3 separate regions of the Mus musculus genome follow, and regions 1 and 2 are each linked to region 3. A link is a contact called in public Hi-C and Micro-C data. All regions are on one chromosome and are shown on one strand. Each heading gives the region's core, a stretch centred on a gene start, on an enhancer-like site or on the middle of the called end of the contact. The rest is flanking DNA. Distances are from core to core; before and after follow the strand shown. Region 1 holds the start of 9230112J17Rik (RIKEN cDNA 9230112J17 gene). Region 2 overlaps Lrrc49 (leucine rich repeat containing 49). Region 3 overlaps Thsd4 (thrombospondin, type I, domain containing 4).

Region 1 (3,676 bases), core at 318-2,817, 300 kb after region 3:
ACCACATAAATGGGCCACAGTGGTGCACACTGGGATCCTGGCACAGAGGCCAGAGGGTCAGAAGTCTGAGGTCGCCCTTGCTTATATAGAGAGTCTGAGGCTAGCTGGAGCTGTATGGATCCCCATTTGTTTTAGTTTTTAAGTAAATTACAAGGGGAGATTATATGGCTCCTGGTTAGTTTAATATCACATGAAGAAGAAGACAGCATGTTTACCACAGAACTGTAACTCTAGTTCAACAACTGAAACAATGATTATTTTGATGACTGTATTAAATGTTCAAGTCTTCGTGGACACTTGGTTAGCATGTGCACATCTCTGTTTTGCCATCTTCATCCCTCCCTCAACCCCATGGAAGGATAAAGGCGAGGAGAATGAGGTGGACCATGGCTAGCCACAAAAGACAAGTTCCAGAAAGTTCCGGTCACAATGGGCTCCCAGTGAAGGGCTTCACACCCTGGGCTGTGTCCAGGTGACTGCCTGACCCCTAGCTCCTTCTGTCATAAATTTTGTGTCAGGGCTTCACAAATAGCAGAAACGACCAGCAGCCTGCTCAGTAGACTAATTCTGATGTTAGCATAACCACATGCCCTGTTTGTTCAATGCAATCATGCTCTTCAGATGATCTCCCAGGCTCCTTACCAACTATGGCTCCCTGTCACACTTGAATGTGCTGCAGTTTGGGAACAAATTAAATGATCTTCACTTTTAAGGCCCAACACCTTCATCTATCTCTTTCTTCCTTTGTTCTCTTCCATGGAGATTCCCCACCACCATCACCCCACCCCACCCCCAGCTTAAAACTCCTTCATTTGGAAGAAAACGCTAAGATCTCGTCCCTACATTCATAGTACCCACAGAAATGACATGTGACGATCCTTTCTGTTTACCCACCCCCAAACCCAGAAAACTGTCACCTGAATGCTCATCAAACCTGGTCCCGGTGCTAAAGAAAGGCAGAAAGTATTTGTTAATGTTTATTTGGAAAATAAAAAGGCATTTGTACATGTTGCCAGGGTTCCTCTGGAAAGTATCCAGGAACCGTTCAAGAAACTCCATTTCCGGGCGTGTTTCTTTAAGGCAACATGGTGGGGCTCAGAAGGGGTGCATAGGGCACCGCCATTGGCTGTGGGTCTTGCTATGTGGATCTACCATTAAAGGATTGCAAAGGAAGGAGTTGAGAGGAAAGAGGGCATGGACTTCCGCGTGCTCCTCTGCCCTCAGAAGCCTTATCAGGTAACTCACAGGCTTCCCTGCTTCCGGGGTGTGGGCGTGGGTAAACAGTGTTCTGCAGGGAAAGGGGGTGTGTTCTGGGATTGGGGAGTAAACCTGTATTTCTGGTGACTCTGGAGCTCCTATTTGAGGCTATTTTGCCCCTAGGAACTTGCCTGGGAGCTCAGAGGGTTCTTACCTTCTTCAGGAGCTGGAGAAGAAGCAAGACCACCTGGGGCTGACATCACGGGGGACCGGCAGTGTACAGCAACAGGTCAGCAGCTGTAGTCAAGACATTCCAGCCTCTGCAGACGGCCAGCTCCTCTGGAGTCACTACTGGTGGTTATTTCTAATCCATCCCTGCGAGAAGAGAAGCAAAGATCCCTGGGAAATTGCTGAATCATGTGCCTAGCACTGTTCAAGCTGCATCTATCTGAGTATGAAATATGAGCCCGGCTACGCTTAAAAATTATCTTAGATCATTTAAAATTTGATAGATGTTAACAATAGAAAAAGAGTCTTAATTCTGGCTGAACTTCCATTCAGAGGGAGGCTCTGCCAGGTGTTTGATGAAGAAGAACTGACCTAGTTCTTACATAGACCTTCCTGGCTAACAGAGACTCGCATGGAATCCTTATGGTCAGGTGGCCAGGTGCTTCTCATGCTCAGATGAGCCTCATTTTCACATCCACCCCCCCCCCCCACACACACACACACTGCACATGTTGACCGCAGAGAGACTAGGGGCACTTGATAAGGCGCTGGAAAGGCTGTACCTTGTAGTATTCTGAGATATAATCTAGTCTATGTCTAGAGGGAAGCTGGCTTCCTCTTCCCTTATGACTACTGGGTATATCCAGGTCAGCTGGTAGGGCAGATAAGGAAGGTGTCTGTCTGGGTCAAATCCTGAGATAAGACCTTCAGTAGATAAAGTTTACATAGGTGTCTGTATAGAACACAGCTCTCACCTCAAAGGAAACAAGGTGGGGTAAATTCTGAAGCCAAATGTGAGTGATAGTGACTGAGAAACTAAATCAGATTATTTCAGTGCCATGGTCCAATGTGGTGACAAAATAATTAAGTATTTACAGGAACAGGACAAAGAATGTCATGAAAAAAAAAGTCATGAAAAATGTCATAGATGGGTTACAGAAAAGCAGGGGAGTGTCTGTAATGGGTCTCGGATGCTCTTGGATGAATCCTAGCCTTTGGGTTGGTGGGAGATAGAGGTCTGCTTGTACATCTCCTAGAGCCCCAGAAAAAGATTTACCTAAGGCAAAGGGTGTTAGGAAAACACAGAGGCGGGTCACGCGTGGATTTAAGGAGTCTAACAATAGCTAAGATCCTTTGGGTACAAACCTACTATGTTCTGGCTCTCCTCAGTCAGGAATTCAACCAATCAACCTTGGAGAACTCCGTTCACGAGGGCCCGAGAGACTGCGGAGGTGAAATGATTATTAAAAGTCCTTCCCTGGGAGAGACGTAAACAGCATCTGCCCCTCCTCCTGAGGTCCTGACAACAAACCAAGATACAGTTCACCAAAGTTCCCCAGGGGAACCCAAGAGTATTAACCCATGAGAGGGTTATGGGCAGGTCTCACTGGAAGGTCTGTGGCACCCAGCTGTGAGGACAGGTTCCCCGTGACTACATAGATGGAGCCCTGCCCCCTCGTCCTTCCCCACCTGTATTCTCTAGTCCAGTGGTTCTCAATCTGTGGGTCTTGATTCCTTTGAAGGCCAAATGGCCCTTCACCGGGGTCAATCCTGCATATCAGATATTTACATTATGATTCATAACAGTAAAATCACAGTTATGAAGTAGCAATAAAAATAACTTTATGGCAGGGGGGCGGTGTCACCACAACACAAGGAGATGCAACATAAGAAAGGTTGAGGACCACTGATCTAGTCCCTCCCACTTCTACCTTGAAGCCATAAGCAATAGGGCAGATTTTCGGGTAACTGGTTGCCCAGGGTGGCTGAATACGCAGGTAAGGGTTCCATGATCCCCTGCCTGCCTTCCCACCTTCGGTGAGGGAAGGAGAACAGACAACAGGTCCAGCTGTGTCAGCTGTGACCTTTCGCCAGCAGGCACAGCAGAACTCTTGAAGATGGTAGCAGTTTGACTCTGGGGGAGAGTGCTGATCTGTAGAAGGACGGTTGACAAAGAGTATGTTGAGGGGTAGTTAGGGCGGTGGGCACCTGAGGACCCTCTAGCACGCTGTGAGATGTACCTCAGCTTTGGCTGTTGAGGGAGGGGCTACCCACTACCTCCAGCCTCTCACCGGGAGAAAGCCTTCTTAGAGTGTTCACTCGCTGGTGCTTTAGCTTGCGGAAGTGTCTTCAGGTGACTTCTGGAGCAGGCTAAGGGATGCTTTCCCTTCCAGGCCGCAAGAGAAAAGTAAAGCTTAGGAATAATGACTGTAGGAAAAGCGTGTGGAGTTGGCCCAACTTCACAGCCTAG
Region 2 (3,729 bases), core at 708-3,207, 350 kb after region 3:
CACGTACTTCCAGCTTCTCGTGGTAGAATTCTCGGGTGGTGTAATTCAGGGTAGCGCGGTTCGTGTTTTCCCCCAAGAACCTCTTGCTGTCACTGGTCTCCTCACAGATGATGCCAGGCTTTTTACCTTTGCTTTCCAGTAGATATCGGAATTGCTTTTTCCTGCAGAACATAGTAAAGGGACTCAGAGTTATTTATCAGAATAAAAAGGTCACGTGCAACTTTTGCTGACTTCAGAGGCAGTGAAGCCTTTGTTGAAGTCCAGATTTCTGAGTTTGAATAGTTGCTGTTTGAGCTCAGCTTAGTACCCCAGTGTTTCCACTACTTAAGGTATCTGATGCACAGTCTCACTACTGTAGCCCAGGCTGGCCTCAAATTCTCAGTCCTCTGGTCTCTGCCTCCTGGCAACTAGAACTGAAGGCTTGTTAGCCCCGCCTACATTCTCTTGTGACTGTCAATCATCAACACTAACACATCTCAAACATTTCTTTTTTTTTTTAATTAGGTATTTTCCTCATTTATTTCTAACAAAGCTAAATGAACTCTACCTTAATGTGAAATAATTCAAAAACTGAATCAAAGCATAAGCAATCAAAGAGGTGTTGGCCACCTCTACACAGTCTGTATAGCTTTATACAAAGCGCATTAGTTTGCTGGAGTAACCATATACACAGATCTCTCTTAGTTCTTTTATTTACCTGTGTTATGTTCCTAGCTAGAACATCAAATCAAGTGTGGAGTTAACTTTAGTAAGAGCGAACTGAGAGCAGTGAGAGTCCCCATGGGTGCTGGCAGGGCTAAAAGGAGGCTACAGGCACCTTGCAATCCAAAGGGCAACACCAGGGGGTCCTGGAGTGTAACAGCTGCCTGCTCAGAATCCCATTGCCTAGCACTGTGGTGCACAGACATACATGCAGGCAGAAACAGTCATACACATATAATAAAAACATACCTTTTAAAAAACAATAATAATATTGAAGAAAACACATACACATAGACACAGATACACACACACACAGACACACACACACACACAGACACACACACACACACACACACACCATTGGGACTCAAGGTATGAAGAGTCTTCTTATACTTATGAGATGGCCAGGCGCCAGAGACAATAATACTTTTTTTTTTTTTTTAGGAGGGGCTGGACACCATGAAGACCGGCACTCTGGTCTAGCCTCTAATATTGATCTAGTTGGCCTGATGTTGTACCTCCGTTCATTATGGTATACTCTGACTACTTCCGGCATGCTGAAGTTGAGCAGGCCTACCCTGGGGAGTCAGTATGGCTTTCTCATCAACCTCTTCCTATTTTTGTTTGTTTGTTTTTTAATTTCTGGCTGCTTTTCTGAGTCCTTCCACTTGCTTTTGCTTTAACTCTGGGATTTTTCTAGGTTCTCTTGGGGACACCTCTTTCATGACTTTCTTCCTCATCTTTTATTAGATACAGAAAAGACACACACGGCGTTTCCACTCAGTGCTTTTGGTCAGACCCCAGTGGGTCTGGCATACAGAGCTCTTGCTGTTAAGTGTGAGTTCCTTTTTCAGTTCAGCAGTGCTGAAACACGTTTAAAGCAGAACACACAGCATGAAAACGCTGCAGCCTGCAGTGCTTCTAACTAGAACTCAGGAAGAAAGTACTTTCAATGTACTTCTTAAAAATGAGAAAAATTTAAAAACAAAAACCAAAAAACAATACACACAGAACAAAAACTAAAGAGAAACCAGGCAGCACACACGTATACAATTTAAAAGATCTGTATACTTCCGCCCAGTATTGGCCCTTTTTCTTATTTGACATTTTTAGGTAACCACCCCCAAAACAAACCAAAACCCAAAACAAATATTTAAAACGCCAGGATATTTTTGAGCTGTATACCCTACTCTCACAAGCTGGGGCCTGCCACACAACTGTTCTGGTACTTCCTCTCTGGAACATCATAACACGCCCTAGTGACATTTCTTTGCTGTGACAGAAACTGACTGGAAGCACTTCGGGGAGGAGAGGGTTTAACTGGCTTACCCATTTAGGTCACAAGCTGTGGAAATTTGCATACAAATTCAAGATAGGAACCTAGAACCAGGAACATGGAAGAACACTGCTAGCTGGTTTATTCTCTAGCTCAGCTAGCTTTCTTACATAGTCCAGGCCCACCGACCTAAGCCTGGCGCCACTTACGAGTGGGCGGGGCCCTCCCACATCAACCATCAATCAAGATAATCTCTCACAGACATGGCCACAGGCTCATCTGATACAGGCCACTCTTCAACTGAGGGTTGATCTTCCTAAGTGACTCTGTTGTGTCAAATCAACAATAAACAAAAGGACAGACCCACTGTTTCATATAGGAACTGCTATTCAATTTTACAGCTACAAGTAGCTGGTCTTGTTCCACTAGTCTCACTACTTGTTATAAACACAGGCCATGAGAGAAATCCTCGACACATATTTATGTTCATGTGAAATAATTTCTAGGAAGAAATTCTGCTCAGTGAAACAGCTAAGTCGAAAGGCATGGCTAGAGCTGGAGAGATGGCTCAGTGGGTAAGAGCACTGACTGCTCTTCCATAGGTCCTAAGTTCAAATCCCAGCAACCACATGGTGGCTCACAACCACCACTAATGAGATCTGATGTCCTCTTCTGGTGCGTCTGAAGTCAGCTACAGTGTACTTATGTATAATAAATAAATCTTTAAACAAACAAACAAACAAAAAGGGCATGGCTACAGCAAGTGTGTTAGCATCGCCAGGCTGCTGTGAAAAGAACCACAGCATCAGCCATCATGGATAGCAGCATGTAGGACCCACCTTGCTATGTGGCTTGTTGTCACAGTTGTGGCTCTCCCCACAAAGTTAGGTCATTATTTGTATGGCTATAGCTTTGAATGGAGACAGATGGGCTCGTTTTTTACTTTTTAAAAGTTAAAGTTTCCTATATTTTATGTTCTGGCAACTTCACTTTTTTGTTATTTTTCTAGTTGCACCAAGTTTTTGGCTATCTCAGCTCATTAGCGACAGTGCCTCTGTGTCAGTGTCAGCTCTGTGACTCCATGGCCAGCAGTGCCATGTTAACTGTGTGCTCCTCCACCTCCACCTCCACCCCTTCCCCCGTTGTTACCACGGAGCTGCACACTCAGGCACCTGCCTCCCTGCAGCTCCTTATTTTCCGCCAGTAGACTGTTGATTGAAGACAATAATCTGATGACTATGGTCATTAAATACAGAGATTTTCTTTGAGTTTAAGGTGTATTTGCCTCTACAAACATCCCAGACATGCTTGGATACATTTTCCCAATCTGACTTTGGGCATCATATTCTGGGAAAAGGGTTTGAAATATATCTATTTGATAAATTATTAAAAATCCTTCATATTCTTTATTTTAATTTATTTGATCTGATTTATGAGGGCCTTTTCTTTTCAAGTTATTAAATCTTCTGAATATTATACCAATTCAGAAGAGCATAATTTCCGTTGATTTGTCTAAGCTATCACTTCTTAATTCAATATCTCTTCAATATCTTTTGTGCTCCACCAAGTATATTTGTGTATGTGTATTATGTGTTGGACTGTGTGTACATGTGTGTTTGTATGTGTGTGGTATATGTATGTATGGTGTGAATGTGGAGTATGTGTGTGTGAGAGTGTGTGTGTGTGTGTGTGTGAGTGTGTATGGTATGTGTGTGATTATGGGTATAGTGTGTGTGTGTGTGTGTGTGTGT
Region 3 (3,454 bases), core at 525-3,024:
CTGGAGATAAAAGCTTTGAGCTTAGGTGATTATGGGATTGTCAGGTTTTAAGTTGACAGGGTGTTCCTATCTTTCCTTCCAGCTTTTGCCTCAGACCTTCTTTCTTCCAAATAAACAAATAAGCAAGCCCTCAGAGAACATCTGTTGCACACCTTTGAAACATGTTGCAACCCCATTTTGCTTGAACCCAACACAGCGCGCTGGTTAAGTGGCGCCTGCTTCCTTAGAGGGAATGGGGCAGAGGATGGCTTTGAACATACATTTCAAAAATGCTTTCCCAAAGAAGAGCACAGCTTATTAATGACCCTTTAAAATGAAAACAAACAAACAAAAAAAACCAAACAAACAACAAACAAAAGTCAGGCTGGCGCAGTTCTGAAAACTGCCAGCAGGGGGCCCAACAGTGACCATACTGGGGCGTGAGCTAGGTGTTTTGCTTTACAGCACTGTTGTTTCGTTCTGTTTTCCTGCTTGGGAGCTGGAGGGCAAGCTGGGTCAAGAGCTTGGACAGCTCATCATGTTCTGGTTCTGAACAGTACTTAGGAAACCCAGAGAAGTCAGACAAGAAAGGGGAAGAACACAGGACAGGCTTCAGGGCTCCAGCCCAACCTCCCTCCACTAAAGACACACTTTAGGCAGGAAGGAAAATGGCAAACCTTCCACTTTCCCCTGTCCAACTTTGTACTTTGAAAGACTTCAAACCTAAAGAACGTGTGTAGGGACAGTTGGCCCAGGCTGGGTAAATATCGGCCTCTCTGCCTCCACCCCTGTATTCTCTGTGTATCAATGATCTCTGCGTATTAACAATCTCCGCAGAATGATCAATTCTAACAACAGTTCTTACGTTCTTAAGATCAATGTTCTGCCTTCAACCTGATCACGGCTTCTCAGGGTGCTCAGGTGTGTGAAAGATCTGAAGGGATCGTGGGAGACTAATGGGGCTGGAGCCAGAGACGCAGAGTAGCCGTGCCAGCCAGCCTCCCTGCAAAGCTCCCGGAAAGTTTCTGCCTGTGTGGAAGATAACACAGTTAGAGGGAGCTGCTCCCTGGGTCCCGTTCTTCGTCTTCTTCTCAACTCCGTCCTTCAGAGAGTAACAAGGCCAGATGAGACAAGGATCTATGTGCAGCTTCTGGTTTAATCTTCACAACCTTGCAGGGCTGCTACGTTACCAACCCCACTTTACGTGAGTGAGAAATGAGGCTCAGAGCAGTTAAACCTGGGCAGGGCAGTGTGAATTATCCCTACTGAATGTCAATTGTGTCTGTTCAGGACAAGTGGTCCACTCTCCCCTAGGCTGTTCAAGGCCAACTCCCCCAACCCCTGCTCTGCCTCTCCTCCTCTGCAGCCAGCCAGCAGCCTTCCCTACTCTAGGACCGTAGCAGCAACTGGCTCCCTTTGTCCGAGACTCACACATCCTGTATTTCTCTGTATGTCATAAGGTGGTTCCTGAGGCTCTCTGATCCCAGAATCTAGTCATGGTACCCAGGAAAACATCCATGCCTAGCCACCAGTTATTGCTAACCCCACAGATGAACCTAGACACATTCTTACACCATCACTTGCCTTCTGTCACTACAACTGCAGCCATCATTACCACCATCCCCCGGCTCAGCATAGTTGGTGTTGTCATAAGGAGAATTTTCTCTTCTAGTTAGAAGTTCACCCAGTTCTTAACCACAGAAATCTAGTTCCATTTATTTCATTTGCTCTATTTAGTCTATTGCCATCTCTCAATGAAAACAGTACTTTATGATAGTTTCCTTCTGGGCAGCTCTAAAGGATGTGCACTTTTGCCTCTGACCACTAGATGTCGCTGCCAACCAATTCTAGAAAACATCATGCGTGAACCCTGTAAAACATGTCCTGCCTTTAAGCTCCCAAAGTCTCAGCTGACGTGTGACATGATCTATCTACAAAGACTGAAACGCACATTAAGACTCAGGCCACTGCTGAAACATTACAGGATCCCAGGTGCAGTCTGGGGCGGGGGTGGGGACCAAATGTCTATTTTTATAAAGCATTTCCTCACAAACAAGTACCACTAACCCAGCAGACACTGTGTGATATTTTATATTGCATTTGAAAGTTCACATCATACACACGTGAACTTTCTAGAAACTGACCGGGAGCACTAGAGGGTGGGTATGCTTTAGGCTGGGGACTGAGCTCAGGTGGTAAAGTCCTCGCTTTGCAAGCATGGGGACCCAAGTCTGGCCTTCAGAAACCAGGCTTTTCCAAAAAGCCAGGTATGATGGCACGTGCATGTAATTCCAGTTCTGGTAAGGTGGAAACATTGGTTGGATCCATGTGACTCACTGGCCAGCTAGTCTGACACACATCTCCCCAGGAAGTAGGAGGAAAGTAGAGGGGAGAAAGCGATTTCTGATTCTTCAGAAGACAGATAGATACTGCAGACAAACTGCTATGATCCTGGGGCTGCAGAGGGGACTCAGCAGTTATGAGTTTCTATCATTCTTCCAGAGGGCCCAGGTTTCGTTCCCAGCAGCCACAGAGCACCTCACAAGGAGTCCCAGGGATCCAAGACTCCCTTCTGGTTCCCAAGGTATCAGGCATGTACATGGTACAGGTATGTACATGGTACAGATGTATATGTAGGCAAAACACCCATACACATAAAATAAAAACAATACAACCCATATGAGATAAAATACGACATAAGAAGATAGACACTACCTGCTTCCTGAAAGACAGTAAATGACTCTGAGATCCATGTTGTCCAAAGGCGCAGTGGTTTCCCCCACCACAATCTAGCTTGTTCTAAAACCAGGTAGACACAGGATTATTTATGTATGCTTAGCTGCAACTGTCCACTGACCTTTGATCTAGCCTATCTCATTTTGCCATCTGGAAAATTGCTACCCTAAAAGCCTTGGGAAATTCATTTTTCAAAATCAAGTAAAAATACAACATAAATTAAAAAGTTTATAGCCAGGCTGGTATACCTACCTGTATTCTAGGCAGTCGGGAGGCTGAGGCAGGAGCAGTTCAAATTTGGCACCAGCCTCGGTTAGAGAGAGAGAAGGAGGGAATGAGGGAGGGGAGGGAGGGGAGGGAGAAACAGATCCAGGCAAACACACAGAGAGACAGAAAGACAAAGATGTAAAGACAGAGACAGAAACACAGAGACAAGAGACAGAGAGACAGAGAGACAGAGACACAGAGACAAGAGACAGAGAGAAGAGAGATTGCACTAGAAGTCTGTGAGAGCATACTTGCTAACAGGGAAGAACAGGCTGTCTTTCCTGACCCTAAAATGCCTGTGTGTTTTACTTGTCTTTCAAAACATATAGATGGGAATGTGAATAAGGAAATACTCTACAGAGTAGCACAGAAGGTCCTACTATGCACCTACAGTAACAAAGTCCCAAAGACCATCAACAACAGAAAAAATGTAACTGAGGCACCACACGCAAAACAGTAACTAAAATCTACA

Evidence for each region. Hi-C and Micro-C count contacts between places; a contact is called where the count stands out from the background.
Region 1: a Micro-C map of the G1E-ER4 cell line shows a contact between it and region 3, with 11 times the contacts expected there. The contact joins the promoter of 9230112J17Rik here to the enhancer-like site in region 3. A contact is called at or near these places in 10 of 15 datasets of contacts at CTCF or cohesin (the G1E-ER4 cell line, the NIH/3T3 cell line, embryonic stem cells and 4 more), 127 of 484 Hi-C or Micro-C datasets (the AML12 cell line, the AtT-20 cell line, the BV-2 cell line and 60 more), 14 of 115 datasets of contacts at active chromatin or transcription factors (T-cell acute lymphoblastic leukemia, astrocytes, bone marrow-derived dendritic cells and 6 more) and 2 of 9 other capture datasets (embryonic stem cells and embryonic tail).
Region 2: a Hi-C map of the G1E-ER4 cell line shows a contact between it and region 3, with 5 times the contacts expected there. The contact joins two enhancer-like sites. A contact is called at or near these places in 3 of 39 promoter capture datasets (the 3T3-L1 cell line, the C10 cell line and hippocampal neurons), 7 of 15 datasets of contacts at CTCF or cohesin (the G1E-ER4 cell line, the NIH/3T3 cell line, hippocampal excitatory neurons and 3 more), 135 of 484 Hi-C or Micro-C datasets (the 3T3-L1 cell line, 3T3-L1-derived adipocytes, the AML12 cell line and 79 more), 8 of 115 datasets of contacts at active chromatin or transcription factors (PVALB interneurons, T-cell acute lymphoblastic leukemia, VIP interneurons and 5 more) and 4 of 9 other capture datasets (adipose tissue, embryonic tail, liver and 1 more).

Annotation. Positions count from the first base shown.
Region 1 is chr9:60,544,315-60,547,990 of GRCm38.p6, forward strand. It overlaps 9230112J17Rik (RIKEN cDNA 9230112J17 gene), which reads right to left and starts at 1,568. Exons shown (of 4, transcript NR_040464.1): 1 at 1,412-1,568.
Region 2 is chr9:60,593,599-60,597,327 of GRCm38.p6, forward strand. It overlaps Lrrc49 (leucine rich repeat containing 49), which reads right to left. Exons shown (of 17, transcript NM_145616.4): 16 at 8-161. Among named protein-coding and RNA genes, the nearest start is that of 9230112J17Rik, 50 kb to the left of the region's middle. Within about 2 kb of position 1,958, at least 12 of the 459 cell types and tissues checked have an H3K27ac peak or open chromatin away from gene starts, as enhancers often do. A contact at or near this core is called in the G1E-ER4 cell line, where this site is marked.
Region 3 is chr9:60,243,312-60,246,765 of GRCm38.p6, forward strand. The region is part of intron 7 of Thsd4 (thrombospondin, type I, domain containing 4); the gene reads right to left. Among named protein-coding and RNA genes, the nearest start is that of 2010001M07Rik, 89 kb to the right of the region's middle. Within about 2 kb of position 1,775, at least 3 of the 459 cell types and tissues checked have an H3K27ac peak or open chromatin away from gene starts, as enhancers often do. A contact at or near this core is called in the G1E-ER4 cell line, where this site is marked.